Regions from separate parts of the Canis lupus genome. Here region 2 is linked to region 1. The links are chromatin contacts, called in public Hi-C maps. All regions are on one chromosome and are shown on one strand. The core of a region is the stretch at or near the end of the contact, and the rest is flanking DNA. Distances in the headings are between cores, read along the strand shown. Region 1 holds the start of GCNT2 (N-acetyllactosaminide beta-1,6-N-acetylglucosaminyl-transferase). Region 2 holds the start of C35H6orf52 (putative uncharacterized protein C6orf52 homolog).

What was found. A called contact is a pair of places that touch in the nucleus more often than the background predicts.
Region 2: a Hi-C map of blood shows a contact between it and region 1, with 2.5 times the contacts expected there. The contact joins the promoter of C35H6orf52 here to the promoter of GCNT2 in region 1. A contact is called at or near these places in 2 of 9 Hi-C or Micro-C datasets (both in blood).

The regions. Positions count from the first base shown.
Region 1 is chr35:11,602,925-11,608,553 of UU_Cfam_GSD_1.0, forward strand. GCNT2 (N-acetyllactosaminide beta-1,6-N-acetylglucosaminyl-transferase) reads left to right here and starts at 3,052. Exons shown (of 3, transcript XM_038584150.1): 1 at 3,052-4,550. The coding sequence starts at 3,626.
Region 2 is chr35:11,733,947-11,739,575 of UU_Cfam_GSD_1.0, forward strand. It overlaps C35H6orf52 (putative uncharacterized protein C6orf52 homolog), which reads right to left and starts at 3,342. Exons shown (of 4, transcript XM_038584494.1): 1 at 3,161-3,342. The coding sequence starts at 3,342. PAK1IP1 (p21-activated protein kinase-interacting protein 1) reads left to right here and starts at 3,319. Exons shown (of 10, transcript XM_038584155.1): 1 at 3,319-3,477. The coding sequence starts at 3,391.

The DNA.
Region 1 (5,629 bases), core at 1,802-4,301:
ATATCCATGTGGCTTCCTTAGTTTTTCTAACTTGAGCATAGAGGCGATGTCATGGTGAAGTATGTAAAAAGTGCTTTAGGCATCCTGTGGCCCCAAGAATAAGTAAAATGAGGATCGTGGGTAGCTTATCCACATCTGTAGAAATGGAGCCCTTCTGCTCCCTTTCTAAAATCAGTTGTTGAGATTAAACTCTAAGCACAGTTTTCTTAGAGGACCAAAAATTAATTTATGCCCAGGATAAGGATTTATAGTATACGTTAATAATGGGGTGCCTGGCTAGCTCAGTCGAAAGAGTATGTGACTCTTGATCTTGGGGTGGGGAGTTCGAGCCCCATGTAGGGTGTAGAGATTGCTAAAAAATAAACTTAAAAAAAAAACGCTAATAAGTAAGCACAGGCTGAACTCTGGGGACGTAAATATACACCTACTATTTATTGAGTGACCAAGCCACCAGTCAGAACAAATTCCGTTTCTTCAGAACTCCATCTTACCTGATTACTGCCTCCAATTTAGAATTGAGGGTATTCATTTTGATCTAATGCTCAAGCTGGGATGAAGAATCACACTGTTTTTTATGGTCACCCATTACCATCCTCTTCTATGATTTCGCATAAGTGCAAGAGCCCAAAACTCAGGATTTAGAAGGATGATTAGAGGTACATTGCATAGGGCCTCAGGAAAGCCAGGAGGATCAGAATAAGCATTTCCCACATTTCCTACATGCTTACCAGGAAGTTAAGCAGCAGATAGATTGGGTTGATGGAAACAACAACAAAAAAAAGAGGCTAGGTACTAATTCTTTAAAATATGTTTAGCATTGTTACCAGGCACCTGGGTGGTTCAGTTGGCTAAGCATCTGCCTTTGGCTCAAGTCATGATCTCAGGGTTCTGGGATTGAGCCCTTACATGGGCTTCCCTGGTCGATGGGGAGCCTGCTTCTCCTTCCCCCTCTAACCCTCCCCACCTGCTCATGCTTGCTCTCTCTCTCATCCCATCAAGTAAATAAATAAAATCTTTAAAGTAAATAAATAAAATAAATAAATGTTTAGCATTGTTGAAGATTCTATTTTAAATAATTGTGAATGTTTCTAGAGCTTAAAATCAGAGGACCCTTGTAGCAGGTCAGGTGAGGTACAGTTAACTACTAAGCAAAGTACTAAACTGTAATTGTTTTTCACCCTGTAACTATAAATTCAGGGATTGTAGATTCAGAGGAGAGCCAGCAAGCTGTGAGAGATGCATTTCTATATGAAATGTCTGGAGGGATGGGATTGTGCCAAGAATGAGGTGATAGCCCGAATAAACCCAGGAAGTTATCTGGATATATTAAGAGGAGAAGCTGTAAAAATTTGGCTAGTTTAGATAAGCCATGTTAGGTATTGATGGCTTCATTTAATCATCACTGGTCCCTTTCATTTGATGTGGACAGAGACCTAGAGGGATAGTAACATTTTTTTTTTTAAAACAAGAGAAATTTTAGTCATCATTTCAGAAAAGATTATTCTTAAATGACTACTTTACTGAAGAGATGATTAGTACAAAAGAATTGTAGGTACGCACATGAGAGATAGTTAAGTAAATAGGTATTTGGGTTGATTGAATTCTATTTGGGATCATATAGACAAGATGGTGAGTCTGAATCATGCTATAGAATCAGATTCCAGAAACCAGTGAGACTGATGTACCTAGTTCTGGAGAATTTCCCAGCATCTCTTCTTATCATCATTTCCTGTGCTCCCGAAGATCCCTTCACCAATGCATAAAGCTTTCAACTGAGGTGGGAAAAAAACAACAAATAATTATCCCAGTCTTGTGTTCTAAGGTAATGATTGTGAAGACAATACCCCATGAAGACTGAGTAGCACCATGGAAATATTAGGCTATGATATTAAACACAAAATGCAGGATGTGCACTTGCATCTACCCTGAGCACAAAAATCAAAATGTGTGTGTCTGTGGGCAAGAGGTAAATAGACTACCAGACATGAAAACATTGTGTTTACCAACTCTCTGTAATAGTACGTTGTCTTTATAACTAAGATGTATTGGGAAAATAAGTATGTTGAATGTACCCACCTCCATAGATACAAATAAAGATTAGAAGTCCTTAATATTTGGAATCTCATGCTAATGTGATCAGGGAAACAGAGAAATGAAAACTAGAGCACTCGATCAATACATATTTGATTGTCTAGCATGTGCAGACAGTGGTGGGAGCTAGAAACAGATGAAGGTTATGTGAGCTCAGTGCTAACCCACCACTTCTGCAAGTATGCACAGCGTACGCTCACACCCCCATGCAGCTAACCACCAAATAAACTAAAACTGATCAGGGTTAACTTTGACATTTCATCTAACAGGCTCGGGCTCACAGAAGGAAGAATAAGGGAAGTGTAAAAAGGTTTCAACAGAGTGGTGGTGATTGTGTCGTTTTCTTGACACATGATGGGGGAGGGACTTTTGTTCATTCTTCTCTCTCACCTCAACTGGTTGCTGGGCAAGGCCCTGAACTCTTCATGTTACTTCACTTTATTCTCATGACTAACCTAGGGAGGTGGTAAAATTATTTTCATTTTTTGCATAGGGAAAAACCCTTTGAGGGGGTTTGTAAATTCATAAAAACCTCTCTCTGTGAGTTCTGGAACTTCCCAGAGTGAGACACTGTCTCTCTCTTAGCTTTCTACATACCCACAACTTGGGCTCGGGTGAGATCAACTTGGCATTTCACAAACTGCAATTTTAGCCTTTATATAATTTTGGGGTAGGGACAGATGTTTGAGGTGGGGTGTTTTTGGGGGGATATATATATATATTTTTTAATTAACCTTAATTCATCAAGCACCCCAGTCACTTTGTGTAATAAGTTAGGTGGTGAGGTAATTTTGCAAATGTGCCTTTCTAAGGACCTTACTAGCAGCAGAGACAATTAAGCCCTGGAAAGAATTTGGCTCAACAGCCAATCATACGTCTTGCTTTATAGCATACCCAGTCGATATAGGGAGGTCGGAGTGTGTGTGTGTGGAAAAAGACAGGTTAAGCGATTAATTTTTAAGCACTAAATATTTATTGACAGAATGTCTCTCCAGGCGGTGTTCACATGCTTAGAACTGAAGCTTTTAACTTGGCAGTGCTGTTTAAGCAAACAAAGCCAGTCAGTTGAACGCAATGATTAACAGGAAGTTGGGGAACTGACACAGTCGCAACCTCTGGCTGGGAGAAAAGGCTAGGAGAGAAAGTCTAAGGGGCGCTGACTTGCAGAATGGTGACCTCACTCTTCGGTGACTTTCCAGCAGCGAGAGGTGGACACCTCAGAATCAGAACCTCCCCGAGACGGCTTGTTTTCGTGTGGTAACAGGTTGCATGGTGAACGGGAGCCGGAGCAAAGCAAATCCAAAGGAGCTACTTCAGAAATGTGTCAAAGAAAGGTGGAAATGAAACATAGTGGCGAATGAGAAGGCAAGACAGGAAAAAGGTCCAAACGGTTACCTGGAAGGGCACGGGGAATAGCTGCTCAGAATCACGTCAACCAAGAGGATGATCTATGGATTCTGGAGAACATGTAAGTTGAATATATCTACACTCTGATCGGATCTCAGGAGACATTTTCCTCGCTTTCTGGTCTTGAATGATGGTCTCTTGGAAGCATTACCTTTTCACTGTGTCTCTTATCACTGCCCTGGTTTTTGTATTTGTTTACAATCACAAGTTATGGGAGGAGAAGCATTTTCTGAGGGCATCTCTGTCCAATGCTTCGGTGTTAACAGAAGTCTGTCAACAGATTTTTAAGGGGAGGGTTTTTTACCCAACGGGGAACGCACTGAAAACTACTCTCAGTGACTCTACCTGTTACGAGTACATGGCTCAAAGTCACTATATAACACAAACACTATCAGAAGAGGAGGCAGGGTTCCCTCTGGCTTACACAGTGACCATCCACAAAGACTTTGACACTTTTGAGAGACTCTTCAGGGCGATTTACATGCCCCAAAATGTCTACTGTGTGCATGTGGATGAAAAGGCAACAGACACATTTAAAAATGCAGTGAAGCAATTGCTCAGCTGCTTCCCAAATGCTTTTCTTGCTTCGAAGATGGAGCCCGTGGTCTATGGTGGGATTTCCAGGCTCCAGGCGGACCTGAACTGCCTTAAAGACCTTGGGGCATCTGAGGTGCCCTGGAAGTACGCCATCAACACGTGTGGCCAAGATTTCCCCCTGAAGACCAACAAGGAGATCGTTCGGTATCTGAAAGGATTTAAAGGGAAAAACATCACCCCCGGGGTGCTGCCCCCCGCTCATGCCATCGGACGGACCAAGTACGTCCACCGGGAGCTCTTAAGCAAAAAGAATTCCTACATGCTTAAAACAACACAATTAAAGACCCCACCTCCTCACAACATGACCATCTACTTCGGCACTGCCTATGTGGCCCTCACCAGGGAATTCGCCAACTTTGTCCTCCAAGACCAGCATGCACTTGACTTGCTCTCCTGGTCCAAAGACACTTACAGTCCTGATGAACACTTCTGGGTGACGCTCAATAGGATCCCAGGTATGTGAGTCTCTTAACTTTTGTTCTTCTGAGTGAACATTGCACAGTCAATACTGAATGAGCTGCTTTTGAAAAAATAGTAAAAAACCAAAAGGTTATTTCAAAGATCTTTATATTTTCAAATGTTAATTAAAAAAAATCTTTATAGGGACACCTGAGAGGCTCAGTGGTTGAGCATCTGCCTTCACTGGGTGTTACAGGCAACTGTAACATGATCCTGGGGTCCTGGGATCAAGTTCTGCATTGGGGTCCCTGAAGGGAGCCTGCTTCTCCCTCTTCCTGTGTCTCTGCCTCTCTCTGTGTCTCTCATGAATGAAATAAATAAAATCTTAAAAAAAATCTTTATAGCAGTTCTCACAGATATCACTGATGATATAATTCATCTCCATTTTACAGATGAGGAAACTAAGGCATAGAGATTAGCAGGGCAGAGGTGGAGCTCAGCTATCTTACTGGATTTTGCTCATATGCCAAGCTGCCTTTCTGGATCCACAGACCCATGTCAGATGTGTGCTGCAGCCTTGGACAGGGCAAAGGATTGAGGGAAAGCCTGCTGTGCATATGAAAGACTAAACCCAATTCTCCCCTAAGTGTGATGTCATTTACAATCAGAGATAAATATTATACAGTAAATTTGAATGATATAATGTGAACGTTTTAATAATACTTTCGCTCCTGTTGAAGTTCCAATAGCTAAATTCACAGGCTTTCAAACTGGGAGCAGGGTATGACTTTAAAACTTCTTTGCAATTTCTTTCCTGGAATTGAATCAGAAATTTAGAAGGCCTTAAAGATTTTTTTTTTAAGATTTTACTTATTTATTCATGAAATACAGAGAGAGAGAGAGAGAGAGAGAGAGAGGCAGAGACACAGGCAGAGGGAGAAGCAGGCTTCCTGCATGGAGCCTGATGTGGGACTCGATCCCGGGTCTCCAGGATCACATCCTGGGCCGAAGGCAGGTGCTAAACCACTGAGCCACCCAGGGATCTCCACCTTAAAGATTTCTAGACCAGTGCCTTCATTGTATAGACAGAGAAACTGCAGTGTGATTGCGTGATATGCTCAAAAGCTACCCAGCT
Region 2 (5,629 bases), core at 2,092-4,591, 130 kb after region 1:
GTAGACTCCTTGTACCAGCACTACACGGGCTACCTCCAGATTTCTCTTAAGAGATAAATGTCTTGTTTAAGCCACAGCTGTTTTAGGTTACTGTATGAAGTTAAACACAATTCCTAACTACTATAGCAGCTTAGCCATCAAATAAAATATACAGTAATTTTTTTTGTTCCTTCTTGTTCCTTCTCTCATTTTAGAGCTGTACTTTATAAGAGGAAAAAATCAGAACTTTTGCTTTGAATGGGTGAGAGATAAAGTTGTGATCAGAAAGTAGAAGCTAAACGTTAATATAAGGGGGTAAGGAGGCTGAGGAAGGGAGAAGTCAATGTTGCATGTGGAAATCACCCAGCGTGATGGCAGGAGCTGGGTACAGAGGGCCATGAGCAAAGCTTCAAAGAAGATGGACCTTCAGGGGCTTTGTTGATGATGGTGACAAGGAAGCGTTCACAAATATTGTTTTGCTCTCTAAAAGCTCCAAATGCCAACTTCTGATATTTCACCTGCATTATCCCCACGAAGCAGGTGAAGCAAATTTATACCAGGGCCGACAACTGGCCAGTGTCCAGGGGAAGTAGCTCACTCTCAGCTTCCCTTAGCTCTATGTGCAAAGGAGACCAAAGTACTCTGGGGATGTGCACATGCACCTCTGTAGCCCTAAAAGTTAAGACTTGCTACCTGCCAGTGAGAAAAAAGGGTAATTGAGCAGGAATATTAGACTCTCATATTTCTAACACAGCTGACTCTTCTATGCTATATTCTGCTTTGAGCCCAGCATATCCACCTGACCAACTGCTGCCCCTCTGCCCCCCCCCCAAAAAAAAACTGGCTGTTGTTTTCTTTAGCAAACCAAACAAAGCCAGGCACTCAATAAATATCTGTTGAATGAATGAATAAATCAATGTGTGGCTCAAGTGTAAAAAGCTTTTCAATCAATAATTTAAAAAGCAAAACAAAAAGTCCTGTTTTGCTTGAGCGTTAATGAACTCTTAACAGTTGGTGGTTTCTTGGCAACTGCAGTTTTCACAAGAATGAGATTAAATGGCTTTTTTTTTTTTTTTTTTTTTTTTTGCATCCTGTGTTTGGAAAGAGAACAGTAGGTTTGCAGGAAGTATGCGCAGTTTGGATCCAGTTGAACAAGTATGTAATTTTGCATTGTTTTCCCTTAGACAGTGAAAAACTGCTTTGTCCTTCTTTGTGAAAGTTTGTGCCCAAGGAAATGTAGAAAAGCAGCAGCGCTAGGGTCTGACCAGGGGGGTGGGGTGGGGGTGGGGGTGGGGTGGGGGGCTGTTGCTTAGCTGTGTGGTTTTGAGTTATTTTTCTAGACTCATTTCACATTCATAACCTCATACTGCATTAGTACATTTTAACTGTAGAGGCACCAATCCTTTGGAAAATGGAGTGAACTTTTATCAATGCTCTCCTCCAAAAATGTACATAGACAACTTTAGGTAGAATTTCAGGGTATTTAAAGCCGCCAGAACTTAGCCATAAACTCTCTCGGATTGGGATCACCTGGATAAATAAATGCTCTTCACGGTTTTTCCCAGCTAATGGGTTCGTCATTTCTGACAGTTAAAAAAAAAAAAAAATGACTACACCACTTTGCTTTATGTCCACGTTGTTTATGGTTTTCATTCTAGAACCAGCCATATTCTAAAAGATTCCTAGTTGGAAATAAAAGACTTTTTCCAGCCATAGTGTTCTTCTTTAAGATGCGACAAATACTTAAGAAGAAGTGTGATAACCTGGCAATACATAGTAAATACCCCGTTACAGGGCTAGGTTAAAGGTAACTTCAAAAAAAACCTACTGAATGAGTAGTAATTCCCATCATACAACAGCTGAGATCTCCCTAGGCTAAAGAGAGCACCAGGGGCTTTTCCACAGACAGAACACAGGAAAGATCTTGAAACATAGGTTCATTCAAAGATTTTTTTTTTCTTTCTGGATGAGAGACTATTAGTTTTGCTTTTAAATAAACAGATACGGGGCCCCCTGGGTGGCTCAGTGGTTGTGCATCTGCCTTGGGCTCAGGGCGTGACCCCGGGGTCGTGGGATCGAGTCCTGCATCGAGCTCCCTGCAGGGAGCCTGCTTCTCCCTCTGCCTGTGTCTCTGCCTCTCTCTGTGTGTGTCTCTCATGAGTAAATAAATAAAACCTTAAAAAAAAAAAAAAAAAAAGAAGAAGCGATCCCTGGGTGGCTCAGCAGTTGAACGTCTGCCTTGGGCTCAGGGCGTGACCCCGGGGTCTCGGGGAGTCCCGCATCGAGCTCCCTGCAGGAGCCTGCTTCTCCCTCTGCCCGTGTCTCTGCCTCTCTCTCTCTCTCTCCTGATTAAATAAATAAAATCCTACAAAAAAGGGGAGGGGAGGGGAGGGGAGGGGAGGAGGGGAAGGCGCTGTAAGCTCAGCGCGCCACAGGGCTGACGAGCCGGCGCCGACGAGCCCCCCGCTCCCACTTGCAGACCCAGCTGCCGCAGCACCTGCGAGATGCTGACGCTCCCGGAGGTGTTCCATCAGGCGTGCGCAAAGCCGTGCTGTCTAACAGACCTCTGCATCTCCGTACCCTACGGGGAGCTCTCAGACGTCAATTAAGGCGATTTCTGTTTTCACGACCGGAGCCGACCTCGGGGCTCGGGGGTGAGAGTCCCTCCGGCACGTTCGCCGAGGCGGCGTGCGCCCGGCTTGCTCGAGCGGCCCCTCCTTGCACCCTTCGGGTCTAGCGCCCTGGCCCCTCCTCCGGGTGGTGGGGCGACGCCGGCCGCAGGGACCGCACGGTCCGCGCAGCCAGACGAGCTGGAAGGGAGGTGCGCAGGGCGGGCCCCCGACTTCGCGCGCTGCTCTAGACGCCGCAGGCCACCCCCTCCGTGCCTTACTGGGAGGGAGCCTCCTCTGTGCTTCGGGCGCAAAAAGGAGACCTTCCTTTTTCCGAACTCCCTAACCTTCCTAATTCCCGTCCCGGGTCCCGCACCCCACATCTGCAGGTGCCTCCCGGGGTAGAGCACCACGCCGCCAGAGGCCCCGCCCACTCTGGGCAGGCCACGCCCCCATGACGTCACGGAAACGAGGGGCTTCCGCAGAGGCTGCCCCGCCCTGCTCCCCTGAGACCCGCCCAGCTGGCGGCCACCTAGGACGTGCCTGCTTGCTCCCAACTTTTGTCTCCTCGCCTTGAGAACGTCCTCATGCGGCGTCCTTGTTTCTTCTCCTCTTGGAAGCTCCGCGCGATCTTCGAGCGCTGAAACAGTTTCCACGGAGGCAGGCGCCCCAAGGGCAGCCCTGAGCTCGTGACGTCAATTTGAGCGCCGGCGCAGGAAGGACCCCCACGTGCGCTGGCGTCCGCTTTCGTCATTCCGTGTCGGCGGAGCGGGGCTCGCGGAAGGGGCACGTGCGCCGCTGAATGGAGCTGGTAGCTGGTTGCTACGAGCAGGTCCTTTTTGGGTTCGCTATTCGCCGGGAGCCGGACGCAGGCGGCGAGCACCGGGAGGTCAGAGGGGGCGCGCGGAGGGACCGCGGGAGGAGGTGCGCGGGTGGGTCCGGGCGGGTTCCCCCGCGGCGGAGGTGGGCACGGCGTCGCAGGTAAACACTTTGATCTCTTAGGGCTTCATTGATGAATCGAACCCACGCGTGTAGTTTAGTTTAGTTTTTTTTTTTTTTAATGTAGAGTGGGCATTTCATAAGACGAGGTCGTGTCTGTTGGGTTTCACAGACTTTCTGAGCGCGGTCCAGGAAGGAAGCTGGCGTTCCTGGGTTCAGGGTTTAACGCCTGTGAGTTGACAGCCAGTTTCACGTGTTCAGGGTTTAATGAAAGAACAGTTTGCTCTTTTATTGAGTTTTGTCTTGGGATTTTTCAAGATAGTAGAGCTGAGTCTGGATGAATCTCTCATTGGTTAAAAAAAAAAAAAGTGTTCCAATTTATTCAGTAGTTTCGGACTCTTTCCCCCCCCCGAGTGGGGGGGGGCATTCGTTGGTAAAGGGGGTGCGAAGAAGCCAGAAGGAATGGATCCGCGCTGGAGAGCTCGCTAGCGTGAGGAGAGCAAGGGGGACAAATGCATGGAGAAAATGACAACAAAATACAATTATCTTTACCAGATGTGTGAGCAGAAATGTTAAGTAAGATTGCCTTTAGTGAAACAGGTAGTTAGGACCTGTCCAGGACCAGAAATAAGATCTAATTTTTAGCCTAGTCATGTTTTTTTCCCCCTAAGAAAAAATAGGCTTCTTCACCTTTTTTATTTTTATTTCTTCAGTATTTATGTACGAAGTCAAGGTGTCAGTCTTGAATTAATCAGAAAACTGGATGTATATAATTTGACTGATTACTTTTGTTTATTTCGTTCTCTACCTGGTCATTAATCTGCTTTTGGCCGGAAGGTGACATCTCTTGAACGTCTAAAGATGGTGCTATTGATTGTGTTTTCTTTGTAATGAAGTTGCTGTGTTGTCCCGGACACATAGTCGTCCTCACAGCAATAGCCCGAGGCGGGTACAGCTGACTCTGTCTTACAGGTGAGAGCCTGAAGTTGAGATAGGTTAGGTGACCTGCTCCGGGCCACAAAGGGAGACCTGGGACTCCGGTCCTCAGGTGTGTGTGAAATGTGAAGCCCTGACACTCGCCACTACTGCTGCTAAACCTAGACAGACAAGTAGCTCAGATAATCAGCATTCCTTCTGTAATATGCACAAAGGTTTTTTGTTTGTTTTTACCGCGATAGCAGTCCTCAGGAATATTGTGTCTTTATTCAGAAGAGCTCCTTTGGTCCTGGTTGCTGGAAGCAATGTCTGTTGCTGTAGGTATTTAGAAATTAATTTGCTGTAACACATCTTAAACATGTTCAGAGAGGTCTGATTTTTTTTTTTCCTTCTTCTTTGGTTTGTTTTGCTAATACTTCCTAATGCATCTTCTTCCATTTGAGGTGTGTGTATGTGTTTTCAGCTGCCAGTCACTCTTGGTGCTCATCCAGTCTCATTTATTTAATCCAAAAGTTGCATCTCCATAAGCATAGAGTTCTTGAGACTTCGTCATGGGTCATTCTGTGGGGCTTATATTGGTACTGATGGAAGGAAGCATAATTTTTATCCTGTTTATTTTTCTTTGTAAGACTTGTCATTATACTCCTCTGTATGTGGCATCGTATTTGTTTACTGTCTGTCTTTCCCCCAGGGATGGCAGTTCTGTTATAATAAGGACATTGTTTACTGCTATATATCAATCATCTAAAATAGTGTCAGGTACATAGTATTCATTTAGTATTTGAGTAAATTCAAATCAAAATCTGAACATTTGAATGAATGAATGGTATCCAAGCCTCACATATAAATAAATATATTAAGCAGTTAAGGGTTTGGCTAGGACCTTAAAGTAGCCCTGTCTCCATAATTGTTTTGGAGTCAGGATACCCAGCATGGCCTTCCCATTTCCTTGCTGCCTGCCGTATTTCTCAGGTTCTTTGTTTTTCTTAATCTATCATTGCATACTTTTCTTCTCCTTTTGTAAGTATCTACTGGTCATTTTCATGGATCGTGGAACCACTTAGGTGTTTCGAGTAACATCTGTTTGCATTAAGCTGCAGACATTTTTGTAGGGAGCAGAAAGGTACTTGGTGTGTGCAGTAGGAGGCTTGATTTACAAAGGAATT